Linked DNA regions of Mus musculus: all the other regions are linked to region 1. The links are chromatin contacts, called in public Hi-C and promoter capture Hi-C maps. All regions are on one chromosome and are shown on one strand. Each heading gives the region's core, a stretch centred on a gene start, on an enhancer-like site or on the middle of the called end of the contact. The rest is flanking DNA. Distances are from core to core; before and after follow the strand shown. Region 1 holds the start of Polg (polymerase (DNA directed), gamma). Region 2 holds the start of Tm6sf1 (transmembrane 6 superfamily member 1). Region 3 holds the start of Btbd1 (BTB (POZ) domain containing 1). Region 4 holds the start of 3110040N11Rik (RIKEN cDNA 3110040N11 gene). Region 5 holds the start of Ramac (RNA guanine-7 methyltransferase activating subunit). Region 6 holds the start of Whamm (WAS protein homolog associated with actin, golgi membranes and microtubules). Region 7 holds the start of 2900076A07Rik (RIKEN cDNA 2900076A07 gene).

The links. Promoter capture Hi-C pulls out the DNA fragments that hold promoters and counts their contacts. Hi-C and Micro-C count contacts between places; a contact is called where the count stands out from the background. Capture Hi-C pulls out chosen DNA fragments and counts their contacts.
Region 2: a contact with region 1 is called in a Hi-C map of B cells, with 5 read pairs. The contact joins the promoter of Tm6sf1 here to the promoter of Polg in region 1. A contact is called at or near these places in 3 of 39 promoter capture datasets (cranial neural crest and liver), 1 of 484 Hi-C or Micro-C datasets (B cells) and 2 of 9 other capture datasets (adipose tissue and liver).
Region 3: a promoter capture Hi-C map of liver shows a contact between it and region 1, with 3 times the contacts expected there. The contact joins the promoter of Btbd1 here to the promoter of Polg in region 1. A contact is called at or near these places in 1 of 39 promoter capture datasets (pre-B cells) and 1 of 9 other capture datasets (liver).
Region 4: a promoter capture Hi-C map of liver shows a contact between it and region 1, with 6 times the contacts expected there. The contact joins the promoter of 3110040N11Rik here to the promoter of Polg in region 1. A contact is called at or near these places in 2 of 39 promoter capture datasets (liver and pre-B cells) and 1 of 9 other capture datasets (liver).
Region 5: a contact with region 1 is called in a promoter capture Hi-C map of liver, with 4 times the contacts expected there. The contact joins the promoter of Ramac here to the promoter of Polg in region 1. A contact is called at or near these places in 1 of 39 promoter capture datasets (pre-B cells) and 1 of 9 other capture datasets (liver).
Region 6: a contact with region 1 is called in a promoter capture Hi-C map of adipose tissue, with 3 times the contacts expected there. The contact joins the promoter of Whamm here to the promoter of Polg in region 1. A contact is called at or near these places in 2 of 9 other capture datasets (adipose tissue and liver).
Region 7: a Hi-C map of B cells shows a contact between it and region 1, with 9 read pairs. The contact joins the promoter of 2900076A07Rik here to the promoter of Polg in region 1. A contact is called at or near these places in 4 of 39 promoter capture datasets (liver, neutrophils and pre-B cells), 2 of 484 Hi-C or Micro-C datasets (B cells and CD4 T cells) and 2 of 9 other capture datasets (adipose tissue and liver).

The regions. Positions count from the first base shown.
Region 1 is chr7:79,464,902-79,467,673 of GRCm38.p6, forward strand. Polg (polymerase (DNA directed), gamma) reads right to left here and starts at 1,372. Exons shown (of 23, transcript NM_017462.3): 1 at 1,169-1,372; 2 at 1-470. The coding sequence starts at 310. It overlaps n-TRtcg5 (a tRNA gene), which reads left to right and starts at 1,518; the gene lies at 1,518-1,590.
Region 2 is chr7:81,857,618-81,860,389 of GRCm38.p6, forward strand. It overlaps Tm6sf1 (transmembrane 6 superfamily member 1), which reads left to right and starts at 1,384. Exons shown (of 10, transcript NM_145375.4): 1 at 1,384-1,923. The coding sequence starts at 1,832.
Region 3 is chr7:81,828,106-81,830,877 of GRCm38.p6, forward strand. It overlaps Btbd1 (BTB (POZ) domain containing 1), which reads right to left and starts at 1,326. Exons shown (of 8, transcript NM_146193.2): 1 at 868-1,326. The coding sequence starts at 1,286.
Region 4 is chr7:81,788,111-81,790,882 of GRCm38.p6, forward strand. It overlaps 3110040N11Rik (RIKEN cDNA 3110040N11 gene), which reads right to left and starts at 1,345. Exons shown (of 5, transcript NM_026077.4): 1 at 1,245-1,345; 2 at 340-466. The coding sequence starts at 1,274.
Region 5 is chr7:81,761,632-81,764,403 of GRCm38.p6, forward strand. Ramac (RNA guanine-7 methyltransferase activating subunit) reads left to right here and starts at 1,322. Exons shown (of 3, transcript NM_025997.2): 1 at 1,322-1,425.
Region 6 is chr7:81,569,918-81,572,689 of GRCm38.p6, forward strand. It overlaps Whamm (WAS protein homolog associated with actin, golgi membranes and microtubules), which reads left to right and starts at 1,375. Exons shown (of 10, transcript NM_001004185.3): 1 at 1,375-1,992. The coding sequence starts at 1,405.
Region 7 is chr7:81,522,158-81,524,929 of GRCm38.p6, forward strand. 2900076A07Rik (RIKEN cDNA 2900076A07 gene) reads left to right here and starts at 1,393. Exons shown (of 4, transcript NR_160675.1): 1 at 1,393-1,519.

The DNA of each region.
Region 1 (2,772 bases), core at 122-2,621:
GCAAGGGCGTGGCCGGCTGCCCCCAGAGCCCGTGCTTCTGCAGGTGCTCTACGCTGCGCTGCACCGCGGCCTCGTCGGGCATTTCCCCGCCGCACCCGAAGATCTGCTCGTGCAGGCCTCTCGACAACATCTGGATGAGCAGAGGGTTGAGCCGCAGCTGCCCATTCTCGGAGGAGGGCATTTGCGACGGCGGCCGCCCGTCGCTGGGGACGGGGTCGAGGACGGAGCTGGAGACCCAGCGCGCGGTTGCTGGTACTGGCCCTGAGGCGACCTTGGCGCCAGCCACCTTCTTCCAGAGCAGGCGGCTCATGGTTGGTGCAGGGAGCCCCCCGCTGTGAGTCGGGGCACCGGGCTTTGGGCTCCAGCTTGACTGCTTTTAGTGGCCGAAAGACTCAGAGAGAGACGCGTCCCCTCTCTGTGCTCCTGTCAGTGAAATAGGTCTCACCATGCCTGCCTTCCTCACACAAGTCCTAAAGGAGACAGACGATAAAAGTGTTATTACAAGTGTCACGGACTTGAACAAACCGCTTATCCCGCAACAAACATCTGCTGCGTGCCAAACAAGCATTTTCTCCACTTGATCTTAGCCAAAAGGCCAGAGCGGAGTAGGGACATTTTTCTGTTACGCCTCCAACAACCTTAAGAAATGGCACTGCCCCCTCCCGAGGACAGGGCCACACCGGCTCGGCAGTTAACTTGGGAGAAGCCGCTGGAGATGCTGAAATGGGGAGACGCAGACAGACCAGGGTTCTGGCTCTCCAACTGCGTGACCTTGGCCCAGCTCCTTAGGCCCCGACCTCCTCCTCTGTAAAATGGGGTTAAGAACTCTAGAGCCACGGGCCACTGCTGTAAGAGTGGCAGAGGGCGCGCTCGTCGAGTGGCCCTAACCCCAGTAGGCGCTCGGCAGACAGCAGTTGCCAGTCCCACCCCGCCGGCGGCCCGAGGGCCTAGCGCCCCAACTTCGAAACCCGCCGAACGAGCCACAGCCTCGGGGTCCGCACCCACACCCGGGCGGGCCTAGGGCGCCCTGGTCGGGGCGTCGGCGGCCACCCCCGCACGCCGGGACACAGGGTCCCCGCCGCAGCCGCCGCCCTGCTCCCGGCCCGGCTTCCCGAGTGGAGAGGGAGCAGCCGCGCCCGGCCCTCCCCCTGCCGAGCCCGCCGGAAACCTCGGTCCGCTTCGCGCTTCCCGTTCTGCGGCAGCCCACAGCCCCGGCGACGACGCGGCGTCCGCGGCGCGCGGCCCACGCAGCCTCAGGGTGGCGTGCGGTCTCGGGAGCAGCCGCAACTTCCCGTCTGCGCGAACTGGGTCCCGCGGCTACCCAGAGGCAGGCGGGAGACTCCCCCGAGCGTCCAATAAGAGCGCCGCCAATGGAGCCGCCCGCCCGCGGGGGTGCAGAGGGACTTCCGGGTGAGGTCCTCCGCTACTTCCCTCCCCACGGAAAAGATAGACCAGTCTGACGCGAGCCTGAAGGCGGCTACACGCTTTAAGCTAAGTAAAGGCACCTTCTCGCTGGCGGCCGCGTGGCCTAATGGATAAGGCGTCTGACTTCGGATCAGAAGATTGCAGGTTCGAGTCCTGCCGCGGTCGACTTGTATGTTGTTTTTATCTGTCAGTTTGTTAATCCCAAGATTCCCTTTGGAAATAAAGCGAAATTGACCGTAGTGGTTATGACCAACTTCTAGTCTAAACTTAATTCTTGGAACTCAAGGATCTGAGCAAACAACTGTCAGGGTGACACATTGCTTAAACGGTGACAGCGGTCGAGAGCCTTGTCCCGGATGGAGAGTGGAGCAAACGGAGCACGTGCCGTCCGAAGTCTAGATTTGTCACCTATGGACCGCAAAGGCTAAGCCTCGATGGAGTCTCCTCCCTCCTATCCCGGACAATGATGCTGGGGGTTGATGCTGTTGAGTCCGATTGGTCGCGCCCACCGGGCACAGCTGAAGCACGTCCCGCTTCAGAGATCTGTCAATCTCTGGGTCCACCTCCCGTTGCTCCGGTTGTTTCTGCTCCCAGCTCTCCGTAGAGGGTCAGCTGCAAAGGGTCAGGCGAATATGGCCTGGGTGAATAACTGGGACCCAGGGATTCAAGTCGAGAGTCCCGTACGAGGAAAGAAAAGATCAGGATTGCTTCAGGCAGACTAGGGGGCACAAGCAGCTGATTAGGGAAAAAATTCGGACCGCGCTGAACGGCAGCCCCCACTTCCAACCAGCGAGACCACCCGGACGCTGAGAACTGTGTACAGGAGAGAGGGTCTTTGACTTTTTTCAGGAGTCGCTCCTCTATCCGCTTTTCCTGTCACTAGCAGCGGCAGGGACTCATACAGAACCCTTCTCCTTTCTCCTTTTCTTAGTTTCTTCCCCCTCTTTTGTCTGTCTGTCTGTCGGCCTGTTTGCTTGTTTGTTTGTTTTTAACGATGAGGTCTCACATTGTAACTTAGAACTTACGCGGTAGCCCTGGCTGCCCTCCCGCCTCAGTGCTTGAACTACAAATATCCACAATCTAGCTCTCCAGCTGAGACATTCTTATACATTTTTCTAGATGTACTTAATAGACATAAAGTGATTTTTGTTTGTTTGATTGGTTGGTTATCAGTTTTATATATATACACACACAAACCAGAGTCAACTAGATAAGAGATTCCTTATTTTGTGATTCTTCTTGCTTTTACATAACTTTGCTCAGTTTATTTTGCTATAAGGTGAAAAAGGAGAGGCTCTTAACTCAGGAAGCCTCCGAGCAGGAAAAACAATTTCATTTTTATTTCAT
Region 2 (2,772 bases), core at 134-2,633, 2.4 Mb after region 1:
GTGGCATACTCTGTGGCATTTCCCGGTACCTTTTTGTTAGTTGAGACAGAATCTCATATATCCCAGGTCGGCCTCAGACTTGCTGGGTAGCTAAGGATGACCTTGAACCAGGGACTCCCTCTGCCTCCATCTCTTAGTGCTGGGATTTCAGATGAGCCCCCATCAAAGTCAGTTCATGAAGTGCACGAGGACAGAGCCTTAAGATTTGTGCACACAAAGCAAGCACGATCAACTACACCCCCAGCCTCTATTAAGTTATTTCCATAAATATGATTCTGAATTTTAAAAAAGCCCAAGCATGGATGAGAAGGAATAGAAATGATATGCAGCAAGTGTCTAGGTAGACAAGAAAGATTCAGAGCAGCCCGAGAGACTCAGGATACACGCAGACGGCTAAAGCAGCTCGGTGTGGGATGTGGAGGAGGTTGGACTGGCTGGGAAACTGGCCTAGGAGATGGCCTGGAGGAGAGAAGGCGCTTTGGGGAATGAAGGAGGTGGTAAAGGCAAGGAGCGATCATGGAAGATCGTGAGCGATGTCCAGGTTCCCACTGAGACTTCTGGGAGAAGCTTTGCGAGATGCTGCCGTTTGGACAGTCTTTACCCTTTTGTGCCCATTGTTGGCTGAGTTTTCAAGAAAAGGGAGGGCAGATAGTAGGAGAGCTGGCTTTGGAACAACCGACTGTCCTGGTGCAGGTTCATTTTCCTCACATTGAAAATGAGCCAAATGACCTGTAAGCCTCTGACCTAAAGACAGGAAGGCGCGCACTCTGCTGCCCCCACTGTTGCTCCGGAGCCCACTTCTTTTCCCTTCCCTGGGGCCATACCAACAGGACTCAGGCCCAGGGGGCTTCCTGAGCACACCCTGCTCAAGCAGCTCTTTGGGCGGCACTCTCATGCTCTACACCCAGACGTCTGGGAATATTCCACGAAGAGCCCTAATCTTCAGGACCTGCCAGGCTAGCCGGTGGTAACCTGGCCTCCAAAAACACTCCAGGCAAGGAATGAACGCTGCCTCAGTGTCTTACATCAGGGCATTCCTCTGAGGGTCAGTTCTGCTACAAAAAAAGAAAGGGAGCAGGAGACAGACCAGTGTGCTGAGCAGTGCAGGGCAAGCACTCCACGCTTGTTAACTCGGTCGATTTCCACAATCATACGAGGGAGCAGGTTATTCCCATTTCACAGAGAAATGATACAGAATGTTTCAGTAACTTGATCAAGGTCAAGGGGCGGTGAGTGAGCAACCAAGGTGGAAAACAAATATTTCCACTTGGCACTGGAACATTGGTTGCGGACGTTGATGGCAGCTGTGTGTAGGGAAGGGGTGCGCGCGGGGGGTGGGGTGGGAGGGCGGCACAGTGTTGTTCCAGGAGCATCTGTCCCCACAGGTCTCTGAGCCGATCTCGCGGGCCTGCGGGCTCTGACACCCTCAGATCTGGCTCCACCCTCTGCTGGCCCTTGGCTCAGCCCAGCTCCGTTCCAGCTCGAGGATGCCCAGCTCCCATCTGTGACCCGCGTCCTTCGCCGGGCCCTTCCTTTTCCCATTAAAGCAAGCGTCCTGGGGCGCTTGTCTCCTCGCGGTGGCTGCTGAGCCCTTGCGTTCGTTAGCAGGAGCCTGGTGGGGACGCCTCTGGGGATCGTACAGCGGCCCTAGAGCACCCGGGTGGTGCCTCTCTCTGTGCGCGCCGGGCAGCTACGGGCGACGGGGACGCGCAGAGGAGACGCGGCCGGGGGCCGCCTGGAAGGGCAGCGGCGAGGGGCGCGGCGCCGCCGGAAGCTGAGCCAGGGGACCCCCGGCGCGATGCGGTGAAAGAAGAGCGACCCGGAGGTGGCAATGAGTGCCTCTGCGGCCACGGGGGTTTTTGTGCTGTCCCTCTCAGCCATCCCGGTCACCTACATCTTCAACCACCTGGCGGCCCAGCACGAGTGAGTGAGCGCGCGCGGGGTAGACAAGAGCCCGCAACTTTTCCGCGGGTTTGGGACCGCGGCTTTGGGACTGGGTAGCTTCCAGAAACGCCACGCCCGCAGCATGAGGGAGGCACCAGGGTCACCCGGCCCTAGGTCCTCAAACTGGGCTAGGGCAGTTCAAGGTCTGAGAGCTGGGCGCCTGCTCTTTGCCAGTACTGGGTGGGTAGCTGATATTACCAAGGTCAATACCGAAATGCCCCTGCCTCCGAGGCTCTCAGACACTAGAGGGGTGCAGAGCAACACGGAAGGCACGAACCGCCTTATTTGAAAGGAACGCTTTCCTTGTATGGACTTTCACATACTTACCATTTTATAATTTTAGAAACTGTTGTGAGCGGCTAACAGAAATAACCATGGTTTTCTGAGCCTTTGCTACTAACAGGGTGACCTGGCTTTAGTGTTCTGGTCTGTCTTTGCACCTCAAGGATCTTGTGGGAACTTTGTGCAAGGGCGCTGTGAAAGGGATAGAGGTTCGATGCTGGCCAGGAGCAAAGGTTCAGTGATCAGTTTAATGCTAAGGAACCGACGAATTCTGTAAGGGCTCTGGGTCCCAGTCTTGGCTTTCACTTCTCTAAAGGGATCACTGACTGACGAGCCCCCATGGGCAGCCGAAGGCCTGGGTGGTCAGTGGAAAGGCGCCAGCGGTGGCCCTGCTGAAGTTGATTGTGGGCTGCTGGAGGAGGAAGTAACTGGCTGTGCTTTTCATAGCAGTTGGTGCTAAGGAAATTGCATCAATCTATACCCTGCAGCCCGTGCCAGACCTCCAGACTGCTAGCGGAGTATGCACACAGTCAATGGTTTTCTCTC
Region 3 (2,772 bases), core at 76-2,575, 2.4 Mb after region 1:
GAACTTAACATATATTTCTTGTGTGAACTTTATATTTCCCTCCATAAGCATCTTCTTGAGGAAGCTATGAGCCTCTGTGGACTCTTGTGCTCCACTGACTTGCCTGTTTACGTCAGAATTACTCAAAATCTGCTGTCTTAAAAACAACACTATACTCAAGCAGCCAACACCATCTTCGGTCCTCCGGGAGCTGGCTCGATTACCTTGGACAAGTCACTTTTCTGGGCCTCGGTCCCATTTGTAAAACTGGGGTAAAACAACAAGATATGCCTCCCTAACAGTTAGGACTGCTGTGATTAACAACGCCACAATGCCACTACCTTCCACTAAGTAGCAAACTAATCAGCTATCAATCAATCTCCTATCCTCAGATCATCGGAGAGCAAACTCGAACACTACTAGCGTGTTTTAGAATACAAAAACCGTCACCTTGACTGCAGAAACTTGAAGCAGGCCAGCCTGATACCTGCTATGGCTATTATCTTCCAGAGTCCTGACAGCAAACCGTGGAGACCCTGACAACCCCAGTCCTCTAAGACCCTTCATCCACCCGGGTCCTTAAACAAAAACGAATCCTGCAAGTGGGTAATCGGGACAGCCTATCTCGTCTTCTAGTCTGCCCACTCGATTATGAAGCCCGGGCGACAGACAATTCCGCTACTGGAATGTGACAGCACCCTTCAACGGCAAAGCGCCCGCCACCGCCGGGAATGGCGACACTGACCGACCTTCCCAAGCATCGCCTGCCTGCCGGGGAGGACCCGAGGGAGGCCGACTCGCCCAGCCCAAGGTCACTCGGGAGTCGACGCAGGCCGGGCTGGGTGCCGCCACCCTCCAGGCCGCCGGCTCCGCGCGCCCGCCGCTCACCTCAGCAGCGCCAGGAAGGCGGCGGGCTCCACGTCCGGCAGCTCGATCTCGGCCGACGTCGTGGCCATGCCGCCGTTGAACATGGCGTCGAAGACCGCGCTGCCGGCCGCCAGCACGAAGCGGTGGGCGGGGATGCGCTGCGGGCCCCCGGCGGCCGCCGCGCCTCGGCCCTTGCCCAGCACGAAACGCACATCGCTCAGCAGCTCCGAGTTGAAGAGGAAGGCGAAGCGCTCCTTGAGCGACGCCTTGGTGGCCTGCCAGTTGTACAGCGGCTCGCGCTGCAGGGGCAGCAGCGGCCCGAGAGCGGACGGCGAGGGAGCCGGTGGCGGCGGCGGAGGCGGCGGCGGGGCCGGAGGGCCGGGCTCCGCCTCAGCTCCGGTCGCCGGCTCCCCGGCCGCGGCTGACCCGAGCGAGGCCATCCTCCTGCTGCGCGGCTCCGCTCAAGCTGCGAGCACCCGGCGCGCCGCCGCCATGGTCGAGCCGCCCCGAGGCCGGCACCGCCCCCCTGCCTTCCGGGAAAGGCGCTTCCGGCCGCGCGCGCCCGCCCTCCCGCGGGGCCGCGTTGCTGAGGCGGGAGGCGCGCGGCCGCGAGAGGGTTGAGGGGCGTGCGGGCGCGCCGCGCTGATTCCTCAGGCCGCCTCCCGCTCCTCCCTTCAGGCTCGCCTCGCTCCCACCCGCGTCACCCTGCGAGGACGCCGCCTCAGCCCGCTTGGTGGATGAGCTGGACGTGGAAGGACCTCGAGGGCACGGCAAGGGAGTCTGTAGAGGAGAGACAGACACCCTGCTATTCTAAAGGCGGGATGGTGGCCCTGTCACAGCCCGGATGGCTGCATCACCCTTGGAAACCCCAGGCGGAGCTGAGAGGCTAGGAAGTCCACTGATCCCTCTCCCCGTCCGCAGTCTCTTTCTTACCCCTTCTGACTGTCGAGGCTCCACTCCGCCCTGTGAGAGAGTTCCTCTGCCATTTCCATGTCTAAGATTGAGGGCCTTCTTGCTCAACTCTCCTAGGCCTTGCTTTTGGTTCCAGTGCAGAAAAGCACTGGAACCACACCACCTTATGAGCCCTAGGATTTGAGTTGAGATTGGCTCATGCCTGTAATCCCAGTAAAATGGAAGGTTGAGGCAGGAACATGGCTGCAACTGGGAACCCAGCCTGGGTAGCAAATGAAGACCCACACACACACGCACGCACACACACACACACACACACACACACACACACACACACACACGTCTTAACTCCTTTCCCCTCAAAAACAAATGGGAAGGGTGCTGCCAGCTACATATCTTTGGGGGCAGTGTTCCTGTGTGGTTGTCATTATGTGGGAGCCTTTCTTGAACCCTGCAGCAATAAATAGATCCTAAGATAAGGCACTTGTTATAGGCAGAAGGAAAAGACCCAGAAAATGATTCTTTACGACACGAGAATAACTGGGGGGGGAGGGGGGGAACCTTCCGGCTTACAGATGTCAAGCAATCTAAGAGTCCTACGCTCCGAGTTTATAGTGGAATTGGACAAGAAATTTAAGCTGATTCTTTGAAAACAAAAGCAAGATACCAGAACCTTTCCCCTACCCCCATATTTTAATCTCTATTTTTAGGAATATTAAAAAACTCCGAAAAAGCTCTACTATTAATTTTGAAATATATACAATTCAATTCTCTGTTATGGGACTTTAGAAATAGAGTTGCAGTTGCCACCAAGCCTGATGACCCGAGTTTAATCCCAAGCACCTACAAGGTAGAGGGAGAGAACTAACTCCTGCAAGTTATCCTTTGACCTCTTGATGTCTAGTGTGACATCCCATAAAAATGGAATGTAATTTTAAAACATGGCTGGGTGTGATGATGCATACCTTTGAACCTGTGTCACAGGGGTTCACTTAGCTCTGTGAATTCCAGACC
Region 4 (2,772 bases), core at 95-2,594, 2.3 Mb after region 1:
AGAGACAGGGTCTTGTTGTAGTCTAGCTGACCTCCTGCCTCAGTTCCTAACTAAGTACTTGTGAATTATTGGCATATATGACCAGGCCCATCTACAAAATACCACATTTTTAAAAAGGAAAAGATACACAGATTCCATCTGATTTGGTATTAAATATTGTACATTTTCTTTCAAATACCTCTATATGAGACTATAGAATGTTTAGATGGAGAAGCTTCTAAACGCAGACATAAAAAATACCATTTACAGTTACAGGATAAGCTTTTAGATAACAAGGCAAAAATAAGATGAAAACGCTGCTTTATCCACATCCAAATCCCACCCAGTGCTCAGACGTACCTGTCACAGCGTTCTGTCTGGAGCCAGGTTTGGCATGAATGGCTATGGTGACAAAACCTTTAGGGTCAGTTGCTACAGGCCCTGCAGCAGGAGGTGCTGTCTCTGGTTCTTTGGTTTGGTTTTTACCCTAAAATGACACACAATTTCACAGGTAACAAAATACTTCAGTTATTTTGAGCCATCACTACCCTCACCTTCACTAAACTGGGCCTACATGCAGAAACTAGCCACCACCGTGCTCCTCCCACATCCCTTCATGATCCAACATACAGAGACAGAGAGGGGGGTGGGGTGGGGCTGTCTCTGTGTAGGTATGTGTTCTACTTAAGATCTCTTGGCTAGCTTAGGACTTGTTCCCACAGTCTACTTTATCGTTTCTATTTCTCAAGAGAAGGGGCATTTATTAGTCATCTTTATAGCCAATGCATCCTAACGCTCAAGAGTGGGTGAGGAGTCCATTGCAGAAAGAACGACGACTGGTATTTAAATGCCATCTAACAACTTAACAGAAAACAACTTCCAGGGCAGTATGCGGACAGCGGGTATGAAGAGGAATAAGGATTCAAACTCCCTGACTTCAAGGGGCTGGGATCACAGCGACAGAAAACAAAGGGATATTAGGGGAGGGAGTGCAGTCTCATTGACAGAAGGAAGCGATCAGCCACCATAGGGAGGCAGAACGCACAGCCTGCCGGGAAGTGTAACCCTCAGAGTGAGAGAGCAAAGACGGTGGTCAGCGGGTGCGCAGTGGAGCCTACTCATCCTTAGGGCGAGCTAATGTGCGACCCAGGAAGTCTCAGACCTGGACCCGAAGGGAGGTCTTCCGCCCTCCAGGCGCTGCGTCTGTTCCCCGCCAGTGTAGCCCCGTGGCCCACCCTCTCCACAACACGAGGCTTGCCACTGGCCTTGCTTGTCGCACCGGCTTTCTTAGGCATTGTGGAACCACACAGGAGTCTAACAGAGGCCAAGCACACCGACCTACAGCAAGCAGCAGCATCCCAACCACGCAGGCGCCAGCGTGGCGGAAGAGTTCTGTGCGCCTGCGCAAGTCATGGGCGGAAGCGGCAGGCGCGTCGGCCGGCACCTAAGAGTGCCACCTCGCCCCGAGATGGCACTGTTTTCCTTCCTTTGCAACCTGCCAGCCTCAGGGTGTGATCCATTGGTGAGCCATCTTTGCCAGCAGAGGGAAAATTGTCACCTATCCTTAGGGTTGGCAAGAGCAGCCAGCCTCGGTGCTCGCCTGCCCAACGCGGCACCATGGCAATTCGCACAGGGCAGTGCGCAAGGAGAGGAGATCCACTGTGGAGTTGAATACAACCGTTCGTGAAACTGAAGCAGAGGCAAATCAATGCAAGTGCTAAAGTTAGGGACTGGCCTTGTCCAATAAGGTTAGAATGTATAGATGGTATATGCCCAGAGGTAGGAAGATCTGCTACCTAAATGGGAGATGGCTTGTTACCATTTTGAGGATCTTTGGGACCTGAATAATCTGAGATGGGGAAAAGATTAACTGAAGATGCCCGAGTCTACGGCTAGCAGTTGTGGCAGTCCGAGGGGGAGTTTTCAGGGTACATTAAGTTTGAAATGATTGGAGACATCCAAGTGGAATAGTTAAGGAGCTACCTGAATACATAACCAAATTATCAGTGACCTGTGCCAGTGAGAGGGGAGTTAAGGAGGAGGACAGAGACTGTGACAAATGTCAAAGGGCGACAGCATTCAGATTCACAAACAGGTGAGACTGGAATGTGAGTGCTGAAAACAGCCACTAAAGGTTGGGATCAGAATGGGATGTCTCATTTTACTCTCCCAGAGACACCCTTTCCACATGACACGTTAAGTGGTGTGTTGTGAGAAAGTGGCTAAAGCCTAAGACTCAGGTGATTCAGGTGTTAAACCACACCACACCTTTTTTGAAATACATTACAAATAGAGGCACAAAGTGGAGCCAAAACTATACTGTAGTAATTTGATGAATTTTGAGGTGAAATCATGATGCCCTAAAAATATTTACATTACGATTCATAACAGTAGCCAAATTAGTTAGGAAGTAGCAACAAAAGTAATGTTACCGTTGGGAGTCATCACAGCATGAGGAACTGTATTAAAAGGTTGCAGCATTAGGAAGGTTGAGAACCACTGCTCTAGAGACTTGACAGTTTTTATCAGGGGAGGAACACGGATTGGTGTATTTCTGATGGTGCCTGGATGGGCAAAGGAGGGGGAAGCAATGTCCTCTAAGGAACCGTCAGCCTTCTCCACAGGTACCTCTAGAGTACCTCATCACCAGCTAGAAAGGACAGGACCCCGCCTCAGGTCAATCTGTCACACAGCCACTTGCCCCAATGGAAAGAACAGGGGTTTGTAATCCAAATGGCAGAAACCCAATGTAAAATTCTTAAGACTTGATCTTAGATTTGACAATGGAGTTAA
Region 5 (2,772 bases), core at 72-2,571, 2.3 Mb after region 1:
GTTCTGAAGGTACTGTGGAACCCAGCAGAAGTAAAACTCATTCCCTGTAAAGTCTTAGAGAATGGATGTAATATCAATGTCAACATCTGGAGGTCGTGGTGGTGGTGAGGTGGTGGGGTGTGTGTGTGTAGGGGAGTGGCAATATTCTAAGCATAAGGGAACACTGGCAAGCTATAAAAACATAATGAGTATTCGTGAACTACTGCATTTGGTCTGCTTTACTGTGAGGGAATGAAAGAGAAATATCAGAAAATAGAATTTTGAATCCAAATTAAGATTGTTGGCCTTGGCAGCAAGGAGTTATTGAATATCTTGCATCCCAGTTGTGCTTGAATATGACTATAACTACGGCAGTTGTCTGGTGATATGCTGGTGAGGGGCAGTGACTTAGGAAGAAGGGCATCGGTGCTCTGTTCAGGGAGTGTAGAGAGAACTTGGATGAGGAGTCAGTGGGGATGGGAATGGATGAAAACCAGAGTCACAAGGACCAAATAACAGAACGAGACATCTGACCAGGGCGTGGAAAGAAAAGGTATTCTTTTTTTAGCTTTATTTTATTTATGAGTACACTATAGTTGTTTCCAGACACACCAGAAGAGGGCATCAGATCCCATTACAGATGGCTGTGAGCCACCATGTGGTTGCTGGGGATTGAACTCAGGGCTCCAAGAAGAGCAGTAAGTGTTCTTATCCTCTCCAGCCCTAAGGTATCCCATTTTGACACTAAACTTTCCAGGCTGATCGTATTCCCAAGAGGAGGGCAAGGTCCGGGGAGCAATCTGAGAAAAGTGGCTAGTCAACAGCTGGCATTGCCACACTTGCAAACAACCGAGAAGAGCGGAGACTTCGGGAGCGAGCGGAATACGGGCAGTGGAGGCGTGGGTTCGTCTCTGCAAACACACATAGACAACGGTGCGCAGGAGCCTTACTGCCCAGGCCGGCTAAGAACCGGGTGGGCATCGCCCAAGCAGAGCAGTCTCGTCTGCTCCTCCGCCCCGCCGCCCGGGCTCCGGCTTTGGGGTCTCCATTGACAAGCAGCCTTCCCTCCTAGTCCTACTCTCAGACTTCCCGTACCAGTGCACCAGGCACTGCCAGTTCGAGGGATTTTATACATGACGATATCCTCTCCCCGACGGTCACCAGGCACTGGCTGCGAATGACCGCACTGCCCACCATCGCCACTTTGCTCGACCCTGCGGAGCTTCCCTAGGGCCGCGCCAAGGTTCGAATGTGAGGGGCGTGGCGGGGGGGGAGGGGGAAGCGAGGATTTCTAGATCTCGAGAGACTTGGCACGAGACTCCGCCTTACACGCTCCGGAAGCGGAAGTCGGGTGGTTGAGGGATTCCTGAGCGTTTGTTTACCTTGGAGAGCCGGGTGGGGTGCGGCGGTGTGGACGCCCGAGGTCTCCAGTGCGTCCCATGAAGGGTGAGTACCGCACATGGCGGATGAATCTCCCACCCGGGGCGGCGGAGGTGATGGGGGCCTGGGGCCGGAAAGTGCGAGAGGCCGGAGGTCGCTGCCCCTCGGAGCCTCTTTCTCCGCAGCTCGGCTCCTGACGGCAGTTCTGGAAGGAGCCGCTTTGTCCCGGCCGTCGTCAGCCGCGCGTCGGCTGGCGGGCTGGGATGCGCAGTGGTTAGTCAGTCATCCTGCTCCGTGCTCGGGGCTCCGCTCTGGAGAGCAGCCGAGCCAGGGTCGGCCGACCGCAGGCAAAGCTCTGTGCGGTTCTCTATGTGGTGAGGAGGTTGGTGGGATCCAAGTGCCAGGAAGGCTGTCGGCCGCAGCGACAGAGAGCGCGCGGCCCCTGGTTGCCCGTGCCTGACCTAGCTTGTAGCTGGTGACGACCGAGGCGACGAGGGTCGTCGCCTCTCCGAGTTCCTCCGTGGAAGCTCGAGTTTCCTCGTAGGCTGCTAGGACTGAGATCCTTGGGTCTCTAATCCTGCCCACTCAGATCGAGACGTGTGTGTGCACAGCTCCTCTGCCCACGCACGCCTTTGCGGGGTGGGGAAGAATTGTCTGTCTGCGGGTTGTGTGTCTGTCTGTCTGCGGGTTGCGTGTGCTGGCGCCCGCAGAGGCCGGAAGAGGGCGTCTGTTCCCCTGGAGCTATATTACAGGCAGCTGAGAGCAGCGTGGGTGCTGCGATCTGATCTGTGGTCCATCGGAAGGGTAGTGAGCGCTCTCGACCACTGAGCTATCTCTCTGACACTTCCCTCATCTTTTGAGGTTTCTTCCAAGACCCCCTTCCCCCCAGCCGTATTTTCTTAATATTATTTATTCTATTATTTCTTTTATATGTTTATTATATAATTATATTTTATATATTATGTAATTGTGCTTTATGTGATTATTATACATATGTATTGTATATTTTTACATCATAATAACATTTTTCCCTTTCCTCCCTTTAGACCCTCCCTTTATCCCCTCAGCTCTTTCAAATTCATAGTCTCTTTAGTAATATGTAGATATATACAACCTGCTCAGTTCATATATTGTTACTTATGCGTGTGTTTTCGGGGCTAATCAAATATGGCATTAGAGAACCAGTTGGTGTGCTCTTCCCTTGAGAAGACTATTTCTCTTGCTCTCCGCATTCCTTGGTTGCCTGTAGTTCTTTGTTAAGGCCTCTTGACTTTTCCCTCTTCCACATTCTCTTGTCTTTTGGTAGTGTTGGCCTCAGCCCATATTTAATCAACCTAAACATTAAACAATATAGTTGTCTCAAATCCTTGGGTTAAGTAAAGCTTGCATTAAGGTTTTGTTTCAATTCCATTC
Region 6 (2,772 bases), core at 125-2,624, 2.1 Mb after region 1:
ACAATGGAGAGATTGATTTTGAAGAATTAGCTCATAAGATTATGGAGGCTTCTGTGGTTAGCAAACTGAAGGCCTAGGATGGTGAAGGCCAACAGATCAAATACAAGGAGGACAAAGATTTCAGTTTTAATCTGAAGGAAGGACAAAGCTTGGCATCTGAGCCGAAAGGCTCCAATGGAGCCAGAATGGACAAAGATCCTCTCCTAGGAATAAAGTGCATTTAAAAAGGAGATATGCATATGCAGGCATTCTTTACCAAGGTGTGGTTTAGCTGCCCCTCATCTCAAGGTCCTTCCCAACAGGTCTTGTCATCTCCAGGAATAGTTACTTGCTCTGGAGGGCACAGCTTTTTAGCATAGATAATCACTTCTTCTGAGGACAGGTGTGACCTCTTCTTCAAGGTTCACCTTGCCTTAGATCATAAAGGTTTTTATGGCTGTCTGTTGTTCTCGGAATCTAAGGTGGCTGCAGGTTTAGAACTGGCATCTTTAGGGCTCATGTGAGGAAATGCAGCAGCACTTTCTATTGGCTTGTTATAATACCCCGGCGGCATGCTTTCAGTAGTGAGGCCATCCTGCTTAGCCTTGGTGCACATATATTGTAGACAAATTCCCTCTCTAGGTCTCAAATCCTTGCTGTCAGGATGATGCTTGGCATAGACTGGCTTGGAAAGCAGAAATATTTAGGCACTCCCCCTCTCCCCCATCTCAATATACCAACAACACAGCAGATACTCAGTAAGTTTACTATATTGACAAAAATAAATGTGTCTGCGATCTAGTTTTTGACACCCCAGAGCCCTCAGTAAGTAAATATTGAGTTCAAATAGAAGTTTGATCTTGCCAGTATGTTTGTTTCAGGAGCCACATACTTAATAGGATCCTGTTGAGGGAAATTCTCATTGTAATGTTGAGAACTAAGATAGGGGCTTGAGAGATGGCTCAGCAGCTAAGAATTACTATTTTTAGAGAGTGCATTAAGCTGTTAACAGCCCCATAGAGTATTCAGTTCTAGGGGACATGACGCCCTCTTCTGGCATCTGTACTAAGGTGTGATGTCGTCCTGCCCATGTATACATGGGCTTAAAAATAAAATCTTTGCCGAACATAGCGGCTGTATGCCTTTAATGTCAGCACTCAGGAGACAGAAGCAGGGTGGTCTCTTACGAGTTCAAGGCTAGCCTGGTTCACTTAGAGAGTTCAAGGTTCGCCGGTGTTGTAAAAGGGAGACTTTGTCCCGCCTCCCCGAAAAGACTTTCCATTGGCTTTCACTTAACCAACTCCAGACAGCCTCCCTCACACAGCCTATCAGAATGAGGGGGCGGGAGCTTCTGCGCCTCTGACTGACAGTAGCGGCTCCCGGAAAATGTCGTGGCCTGTCGCAGTCTAAGGGTGTGCGGCTGCCATGGACAGCGAGCAGCCCGACAGCCTGGATGGCTGGGTTCCGCTGCGTGAGGACCTCTTCCCGGAGCCCGAGCGCCATCAGCTGCGTTTCCTGGTGGCCTGGAACGCCGCGAAGGGCCAGTTCGCCGTCACCTGTCACGACCGCACGGCGCAGCGGCGGCGGCGCGAGCGGCGGGAGGCCGGCGACGGGGGATGTAGCTGGGCCGGGGTGCTGTCGCCCGCCGGGTTCCGCGGCGCGCACCGGCAGCTGGCGGCGCTGTGGCCGGCCCTGGAGCCCTGCTTCCCGCCGCTGCCGCCCGAGCTGGACGCGGCGAGCGGCGCGGGCTGGGGCCTGGGACGCGGGCTGTGGGCCCTCCTGTGGCCGCTCCTGTGGCCGGCGCCTGCGGACCCTGGCGACTCGGCGCTGCAGGAGCTGTGCCGGCAGCTGGAGCACTACCTGGGCCTGGCGGCCGAAGGATGCGGCGGCGCCACCGTGCGCGACGTGCTCTTCCCGGCCCCGGGTGACTCGGCAGACTGCGAGGGCCTGAGCGAGTTCCGCGAGAGGACGCTGCGCGCTCGCCTGGGCCAAACGGCCACCCGGCTGCACCAGGTATGAGGCCCCGGGCCGAGGGCGGGTCCGCGGGACACTCGTGATGCGCACCGGGCGTCGCTGGTGCACCTGCGCCTCTGTTGAGAGAGAGTGGGGACCTTGAAGTTGAAACACGGTGGTGGTGGTGTTTTGTGTTTTTTTGTTTTTGTTTTCTGCTAGGATTATCAGAGTTCGGCTCCGCGCCGCCTGGCTCTCTTGGTTTGTTGTTGTTGTTGTTGTTTTGGTTGTTTGTTTTTGTTTTTGAAACAGGGTCTCAATCTGTGGTCCAGGCTGGCTTTGAACTCAGGACATTCCTCTGCCTCAGCCTCTCCAGTCCTGGGGTTAGGTAAAAGTTTACTTGCAGTTCTGAGCCAGGCTCTGCGCTTCACCTTTTCCCTGTTCTGGGCAGAGCAGGATGTTGTAATGGGAAAGGCCAGAAATATGAAAGTAAAACTGAAAACAAGGCATGTCCGTCGGAATAAAAACATAAGCTAAGTGGAAGCAATTTGGGGTTCTCCGGAGAAGATGAGGGATGGCTAAAACTGTCTGAGGATGAATGACATTTAAAAGATAGTTTTATTATTTTTTCTTCAAGCAATAAGGATTTTTATTATTATCTTCAAGCAGATGGAAAGCCCTCGGGGAGTGAGGCTTTACTCATCTGCCTTTAATGGCAACAACAAGAAGGCTCTTTTGGACCAGATAATTTGAGACACACACATTCATTATTTGTGTGGTAAACTTAACAGACCCTAAAGAGTGGGGACTTTTCACTTCACTGGAAGATTTAGGGAGAATGTA
Region 7 (2,772 bases), core at 143-2,642, 2.1 Mb after region 1:
GTGCCTATGCCCAGTGTGTGCCTATGCCCGTGTGTACCTATGCCAGGGTGAGAAAAGCACAGGCCAAGCCTAGAAAGTGAGTGTAATGGTCTCACTCTGTAGCCCTGGCTCTCTGTCCGTCCTTCCTTCCTTCCTCCTCCTTCTCCTTTCTGCTTCTCACTGTATAGCTCTGGCTGGCTTGGAACTCTCCACGTAGACCAGTCTGGTGTTGAACCCTGAAGGCTGGTATTAAAGTAGTGTGCTACCATGCCCAGAAAAGTTACATCTTAAATGAGTAAGAGAAATGAAGTAGATTTGGCTCAAGCTGATAAACAAGGTAACATTTTTGCTCCTGATTTTGTATATTAAATCCAAAAGCCTTGTATGTTTGGACTGCATGTAAGGTCCTTTCATTACACCTATGTTTCTTATTTTGTTCTTTTTGCTTCAAATTCTGACCTCAAACTCGCAGCATCCAAATGAACTCTGAACTCATTGTTCTAAACCTGCTTACTTTTAGTTTACTTTAGCATTTGGTTTGCACATTCCTGGAGAACTCTGGCAGCTTACTAGGGTGCTCAGTAATTGCCGCCCCTGAAATCTTAAGTCTTTTCTGCAGCCTCACAATGTGAACTGGAATAAGCTGGGCTTTTTAATCCAACAGGATGGATGTCCTTGTAAAACACAGCAATAAGCAGAAATAAGGAGAACAAAGTTTGACAACAGAGTAGGGCCATGCTGCCTCAAGTCAAAGCACACACAGGATTTTTAGCGATCACCAGAAACTAAGTAAGGCAAAGATATCATATTCAAAATGACAGAGGAAGCCTACCTCTACCAAGGCGCAAATGTCAAATGTCTTTTGTTTTAGTCTCTCAACATTTGAGGTCTATCCTCAGGAAATTTATCCAAAAGTGATTTTACTTATCTTCCTAGACCCATGATCAAGGCTAGGAAGCTCTTGGTCCTTTCCTGGATGAATATGCATGGGCTTGCAACCAGGGGGAGTCAAGAGAGCGACTGAGTAAAGGTTACTGAGGTGCAGTGCACGCTTTGCTCTCTATAAGCAGGGTGGCAAGAATGAAGAACACTGAGAAGCTTAACAGCCAGGGCTGGGTAGCACAAGAACGCAGAGGAGTGTCGCAGGGGCGGGACGGCGTACTTCAGTCCCCAGGATGCCGCCTGCCAGGGGAGCAGAGAATAGCATACTCAAAACAATGCGGCAGCTCTCCACACCCACCCAGGAGCTACAAGCCGGCCCCCGAGTCTCCCACGATCCAGACGCCACGCAGCTAGACGCTAAGCAGCAGAGGACTCGCTCTGAGCATGCGCACTGGGAAGAGCCAAGCCCAGCCGCGCCGCGCGGTGCCTGACGTGGAACTTCCTCCCTACGGCTAAGAAGCCGGAAGTGGACTCATTTTCCACCGGAAGGAGGGAGAAATTATGACCGAGAGCCTGACACCTGATGCTAGCGGCTTTTGTCTCGCCAAGTTGACCCAGTATTTGGCCACCTTGTGCGGCGGGTGACTATGGTGTCCAGGTAAGTGGCTGACGTGGCAGGCGTCCCAGGAATGGGAGAAGAGATGGGTAAGCTGCCCGGCTATCGATCTTCCTTCTCTGTGTTTGTTTTTTCTCCATCTTTTTCAAAGAGGGTTGCTAGCCCACGGAATGGTGGGTAGATATGGAAGGAGAAATACGCGGTCACACAGACTGAAGTTAAATTAAGCACACACACATACGTACGTACATACATGCACACATACAAACACATATTCACATGCACAGAGCTGTTGAATATTGGCTCTGTAAATCCAGGCATTCCGAATCGATGACTCTTGCCTGAGGGAGGAATCACCTGTTGCAGTAATTTTAGCGCCCGTGAGCACATGCACACGCAGTGGGTGATTTTTAAGTTTCTTGAATGTGTCAGCAAAGGCATTTAATGTTAGAAAAGGGCAGCAAGGAGGCGGTGGAAAGTTGCATGGTTTGTTGAGGACAGATTCTAAAATCCCATAGAATTCTTGTACAAAGGAGTTTTTATATTGCTTTCTGATGGTGTGCGTGGATGGGTAGGAGGTTGGAAAATTGAAGGAGTGAAGACAGTAGTGAGGTGCACTTAGATACTAGCCTGATGGCTTAGTAGTTAAGAGCATTTGTGGCACTTCCAGAGGCTCTGAGTTTGGTTCCCAGCACCTATATCAAATCACTTGTACCTCAGGACCCAAGGAGTCCAACACACTATTCTGGCCTCCTTGAGCACCACACACATATGTCATTCACTCACAAAGACACGAACATACATATATATAAAGCTTAGATAAGGTGTGAGTCCACCAAAGGAAAGTCATTCGTCAGCCATCAACATGTTTGACCCTGTAGATCAGTGGGTCACAACCGTGGGTCACAACCCCTTTGGGATCAAATGACCCTTTCACCTAAGGGGTCACCTAAGACCACTGGAAATACAGACATTACATTACAATTCAAAACAGTAGCAAAATTACAGTTATGAAGTAGCAACAAAAATAATTGTATGTTGGGGTCACCACAACATGAGGGTATTAAAGTCACAGCATTGGGAAGGTTGAGAAGTGCTGCTCTCGATGGAGATGAGTTTGCCGTGTCTGCCGTTCCCGGTGTACTGTGTAGCAACAGAAGGCAAACATGGGAATCTTCCTTACCTATTGCCTGTTATTGCATAGAAAACCCTGGGGGTCTTAAGCAAGATCTGAGCTCCCCCTAGAAAGCTTGTAGCGGAATACTTATTTGTGCGCTCACTATGGCTTTGTGCTG